Regions from separate parts of the Oryzias latipes genome. Here region 1 is linked to region 2. Evidence: chromatin contacts called from public Hi-C data. All regions are on one chromosome and are shown on one strand. Each heading gives the region's core, a stretch centred on a gene start, on an enhancer-like site or on the middle of the called end of the contact. The rest is flanking DNA. Distances are from core to core; before and after follow the strand shown.

What was found. Hi-C and Micro-C count contacts between places; a contact is called where the count stands out from the background.
Region 1: a Hi-C map of fibroblasts shows a contact between it and region 2, with 2.7 times the contacts expected there. The contact joins the enhancer-like site here to the promoter of LOC101167440 in region 2. A contact is called at or near these places in 2 of 5 Hi-C or Micro-C datasets (embryo and fibroblasts).

Annotation. Positions count from the first base shown.
Region 1 is chr4:8,146,643-8,149,608 of ASM223467v1, reverse strand. No RefSeq gene overlaps it. Among protein-coding and RNA genes, the nearest start is that of LOC101167695, 25 kb to the left of the region's middle. Within about 2 kb of position 1,353, at least 7 of the 8 cell types and tissues checked have an H3K27ac peak or open chromatin away from gene starts, as enhancers often do. A contact at or near this core is called in embryo, where this site is marked.
Region 2 is chr4:8,113,666-8,116,674 of ASM223467v1, reverse strand. LOC101167440 (single-stranded DNA-binding protein 3) reads left to right here and starts at 1,426. Exons shown (of 17, transcript XM_023954125.1): 1 at 1,426-1,627. The coding sequence starts at 1,572.

The DNA of each region.
Region 1 (2,966 bases), core at 104-2,603, 33 kb before region 2:
CTCGAATGCTCCCTCCCAGTAGCAGAAAGCCATGTGCTGCTCTTATCTGGCCAGACCTGCCGACCTGCAGTGCATTCAACAAGCTGGCGCGTGCGGGCATGCCGCCACCGCCAAGTGTGTGATGAAATGAAGGGCATGATGGGAGAGGAGACTGTGAAGGAAGGTGGAGTTTATCAGTGGGATGAAGTGGATGCTCTGTTGAGTTTCAGCGAATTCACTCAAATGTTGCTTTAATTATATCGAAATGTAAAGTTGTACTCTGGGAAAGGAACCTGAACATTCTTCATTAAAACTACCCAAAACTGAAATATTAACACTTAGATCCTTAAAAAATCAACTCAAATCCTTTTTCTCTCCAGAGGACATGTGAACTTTTTTCTTTGATACTCCCATCTTCAGTATTCATGTTTGAAATGGTTAAATGCAGCCACAGCTCCCATTCAGGTAGAAAAGATGTACTAAAAGGTTCTCCTAAAGGATGGAGTTATTTTGTTTTGGGCTGCAGATGCTGCAGCTTGATCATCTCCTGTTTAGAAGAAAACAGAACAATAATAGCTTCAATTCTAAACAATATTTGTTTTTCAGCCTTTTTTTCCAGAACTGCGGTTATTCCATGTATGAACCAGCAATTTTTTATGGTTTTAAAATAAAATAACAATTTTGATGAGTGTTAAATATGAGTTTCTTGCTTTGTGTTTTCTGAGCACCCTCCCTTATTGAGAAAATAATAAAGAGGGACAGGTTCCTGCTCATCTATGGCACTTTTTGTTTACGTGATTAGAAAAACATCATATTTACCCAATCATTATTTTCTTCTGAGGAAGAAATCTATAATTTCCACTTTTTTACTCAAAGAATTTTAATGATTATCCTAGGTAATAGGGGCATCAGATGTACTGTAGCTGCCTTCTAAGGCGCAGAGTCTCGCTATGGCAAGCAAAAGGTATCATAAAACACCAGGAAGCATGTGTGACACGTGTCGATCAGAAAAGCACGATTCTGTGGCAAATACGTTTTAAAACGGGGGGGGGGGGGGGGGGGGGGGGGTTACTGTCCACATCAATTGCTTCCTGTCTTTCACGCGCTTAGTCAGGAAGAACCTCCAGAGAGGACTTAGTTGTATCATCACTGACTTTATTTCCCCACAACATTTGTCATAACCCCCCGATGCCCCCAAAGATTCAATCAGAGCTGTCAACAACGTCACATTCCAAGCACCCCCCCCCCCCTTCCCCTTTAGTCTTTTCCAGACGCACCACTCCTGCGGGCGCACGCGGGGAGACACACATGCACAGCGCCGATGCGTCCAGAGCCGTCCGACACGCCGCTCTCTCCAAACGAAGCAGCGAGCAGAGCCAGACGGTTTCAAGCTGCCCTCTCTGTGAATCGATTCTACTATGAGCCCACACGAGCATCCTCTCACGGAGGCGGGGGTGGCCGCGGCAACACCTTATTCCTGTCTGCTTAGAGCCCTCTTTTCATCTGAACAACAAAAAGGCTGCAAATATCGCTTCAACTTTTTCATGTATGTTTGTCTAGAAAGGAAAACATAACAATTTTTTTTCATGCTCTCATTACCTATGTTACTTCGCACCACCCCCGGGTTTCAAAATGGAACATTCTACAATTTATTCCAGAGAAAGACTGACAGTTTTTTTGGGTCATGAAGCCGCCGTTCAAGTCAGTAGCCTGCACCCCCTCCGCTGGAATAAGAAATTAGTCAATGTAAAACTAAATAACTGAGGCTTTTGGCTGATAAGGTGGATACCCCCCCCCCCCCCCCCGATACACACAAGCACAAATAACCACATACACACAAAAAAAAAACCCCACAAAAAAACAACAGATGAACCCAATGAAAACAAATGTCCCCAAAGTGCTTTCATCAAAATTTCAAGCAAGCTGTCCAGAGTTAGACCAAAAGCAGGACTTAATGTAGCTCACCGGGATGTAAAAGTGTTACCTAACAGTTTTATATTTTAATTTATTAAGTCCCTAAACGTAAGATGACAACACATCCCTCTTTTATCAATGGTAATTAAAATCACATTAGTATAATTGAAAAGCTTCGATCATCTCAGGCTCGGTAACGTGTGTTCAAGCGACCACCAATAAAAAGTCAATGTAAACCCATGCATGTGCACTTTTCAGGCTTCTGCGTCAAAAAATCTTGCGTTCAATTGACCCTTCGCAGGTTTTTAAGTCAAGTTTTGGATTTTTTGTACAAAACCCATGACTATTGAAGGTGTGTCAAAGTCAAACCAGTGGAACCTTGACCAAATAGATGTAACATTTGCAACTTTTTCCCAATTTTAATAACTTTTAGACACTCAGGAAAGGATGATCGACAGAAAACACCAGACTGAGAGGCATCTGACGTGTGGAGTTCCAAATCACTTCAGTATGTGTTATTGTTGCAGTTAGATCATCCTTATGGCATTCTCATTTGACTATTGTGCTGGTCAAACTGCTTGGATTATGTCTGCCTCTTTTTAGCATATGTGTTTAGCATATTAGAAGTCTGTTGATGAAGCAATTCTTCTATTTTTAAAAATCTAACTTGCAATTAAAAAAAAAAGTGAAAATTCTTGACACAATATCAATGCCACGTTGCAGGAAATGATGATAATTTTTTTCCTGCAGAGGCCTGCAAGTGATGTAAAAACATCTCAGGTTGGAGAAACTCCCCTTAAAAACAATCATGCTTAAGTAGGTAAAAGTAGTCGTCGAAATATTTACTCAAGTAAAAGAAAAACAGAAACTCAAACATACTGCTCATGTAAAGGCCGTGTCACACAGCCACTACATACATTTTTCCGCGTATATGAAATTTCGGCCTTTGGTGATACATGCGTGATAAACGTAATCCATAAATGTTTCTTGCCTTCGTCATTCATCGATGTGCGCAGATGTCCGTCAAGGGTTTCGGTCAATGGGTCTTTACGTGAATTCAGTTTTGAGCTGTT
Region 2 (3,009 bases), core at 177-2,676:
GTGACCACCACCCTCTGCTGCAAGACACTTGAGCCTACACCTCTTTGAGGTGGTCTTTGGAACATAACAAGTCAAAAACTTCGAGAGGGGGGCGCAACTCACCAGTGGCTGGATAAATCACACAAACAGGTAATTGGGAATCTTTTTCACTCTAACAATCAACTCTAGGCCGCAGCTGCGTGCTCCCGTCAGAGAGACGGAGCCGCGTCTGTCAGAAGGAGGTGGGGGGCGCAGGCTGCAAGGAGCGCAGCCTACATTACGCAACACCTGGATCATCGTTGCTGTTGGATCACTCACCAGCTCATGTTAATAATGTCATTATTTACTAACTATTGTAGATATTTTTTATTATTTAGTTGGTGTCAGTATTTGACATAAAGACAGCAGGTAATGCAGTAAAACAGCGGCATTTTATGATATCATAAACAAACTATAGATAATTTTATGAAAGTATTGAGGTTTTTTGGAGGATCTTTACTGTTGGTGTTGCACAAAATTAGGGAAATGCCAACTATTTTTGGAGTAATCCCACTGATGAGTTCTATGATTTAGTTTTAATGTTTTATTAGACCAAAAAATAATATTCACAATAAGTTTTTTTTTTAGATCGAATCCCTGTGATGTGTTTCACAAAGACACACACAGGACGTCACACACCAAGAAATGAACAGATTGCTAAAATGATGCAGGAGTCCTGCTCTAAAAAATGATAAAAGAGCAAAGAAAACAGAAAGACATGATTTGTTATTTTTATTATTAATATTTCCAGGCTTTGTTTGTTTTGTTGTATGTGTGTGGGGGAGGGGGGTCTGGTGGGGTTGCTCGCCCATGGAGTTAGTTAGTGTAAAACCGCCACTGAGTTTTTTAGTAGTTAGGGGTTAGGGTGGGAGTTCGGACAGAGCCTTAGTGTGACATTCAAACACTCCAGGATTTCCCAGCAGTTCTAGAGGTGTAAATGTGAGTGTAAGGGACAGGATGTTAAATCAGAACCCTAGTTTTCACATTTTCTGCTTTGATTTAGTAATTGTGATTAATAATTAACACATATTAACATTAATATTAGTAAATTTCATTTTAAAGACATGTACAGAAATTATTTAGCTGCTTCTGAATGGGCAGAATCCACCTGCTGGGATTCACATCCTCAGAATTCAGCATTAAAGGGTGACAACAGCCTCCCAAAAGGAGGAGAGTGCACGCGCCCCGCGTCCCTCCCACCCCCTCATCCCCGCTCCCATGCTCCTGAAGCCCCAAAACAAGAAGTGCGTTTCCCTTTAAGGAGCCCCCACCTCCTGGACAGCGGAGGGAGGAGAAGCAAGCCCGCGGAACAGCCAGTGAGGGGGGGGGGGGGGGTCCAACACAGAGGACGGTTTCAAGTTCCCCCAACAGAAACTGTGCCTGATTTGTGACCAATGTTGTAAAGGGGGAGCGAGGGGAGGGGTGAGGATGGAGGGAGGAGGAAGGAGGAGGGGGAAGAAAACACTGAGGGGGTAGCTATGGAGATGGAGCGGCTTCCTGCCTGCTTTCTTTGACAGGTGTTGAGGGGCAAAAGTCTTCAACCAGAATCCAGCATGTACGCCAAAGGTAAAGGAGCTGCCGTCCCTTCCGATAACCAAGCCCGCGAAAAGTGAGTGGATTTCCTTCTCTGACTTTACCTGCTGATGTTTCCCGCCGAAGGACGGGGGCGGAGGAGCAGAACTTTCGGAAGTAGCTGCTGCCTTTTAAAAAAGTGCCTCCAGGTTGACTGCAGGGCGCGCCGGGTCACCGGAACACCCGCCCGCCTCAAAGATGCGCATCTGAAAAGTTCCCGTTTCTCCGCGTGTGCTGCCTGATGGCGAGCGGCGCGCGCGCCCTCCGAGAGTTGGCGCAATCTTTGTGAAAGCTGAGTGATGCTGACTTTCTCTGATCCGGCGCGCGCGCACAAGGAGAAGCATCCCTCCTCCGGGAGCACGCGCCCTGAACCCGCGTGTTTAGGTCCGGGGAACTTTTACATGTGTTTGCTTCACGGACACGCACGTGCGCGCGCGCTGCTCCGGCTCAGCACCGACGCGCCTGTGGATGCGGCGCAGGTTGTCACGGCTCGGGAGGCTGAAGTTTAGTCTGGGCCAGCCGTCATACAGCGGTGCAAAACTTTTGCGCGCTGGTGAGCTTCTGCTGCTGTCCAGCACCGGCCCGGAATCAAACTTTGGTCCTCTCAGAGGAACACGGTCTTCAGTTCAGGGTTAGAGGCTGAAGGAGACCCTCTCCCCTCTCCTGAGATGCAGGGAGCCTCCACAGCTCCTCGCTTCTCCTCTTGGATCGTGTTGCCTTATGTGTTTGGGTATCCGGAGACGTGAGGGGTCCAGGTGTTCCTCAGGGTCCACCTGTAGGACCTCTGAGCCTTACAGCATTTTGTCAGTAAACGGTCCCAAATCAAACCGTGCACGTGGTTTCAGGAGCAGCGTGGACCCTAGCACACCTGCAGGGGCTCCTGCACCACAGGCTTAAGGTCCGTTTGTATGGCTGGGTGTTAGATTTTTGCGTGATTTGGAGTGAAATCCGAGGCAAAATAATTCAGACAGTAGCGTAGGAGGAGATTCAACTCAGAAGAGACCAAATGTCTTTTCAGAGTTGCTGCTTCAGAGCTGATCAAAAGAAACCAACTCCAGCCTTTCTTAGCCCAGTCTGCTTGATGCTTCTGTCCAGAACTAGCTGCGCTTGCCCTCTGTCCTCCTCACCTGTCTTGCTGCCCTTACCTGCCCCGCAGGCCAAACACGTGTTCCAGCTGGCAGCAGCTGCCCTGCAGCAGCCCTCGCTGAGCTGATGTTCATATTTACATATGTGAACAGATTCTGCTCAGGAAAGGAGGAGGGTGTCCTACAATCCACCTACGTCAGAAACACGCCAAGACGGAGCAAACATCCGATGAAGGCTGCACCTTTTTTTATAAAGGGTGTCCTGCCGTTGCTCCAACAGTACCAGCTTTTCGTGTTTCCTGAAGCTTTGGCGTTGATTTGACTGACACCCAGC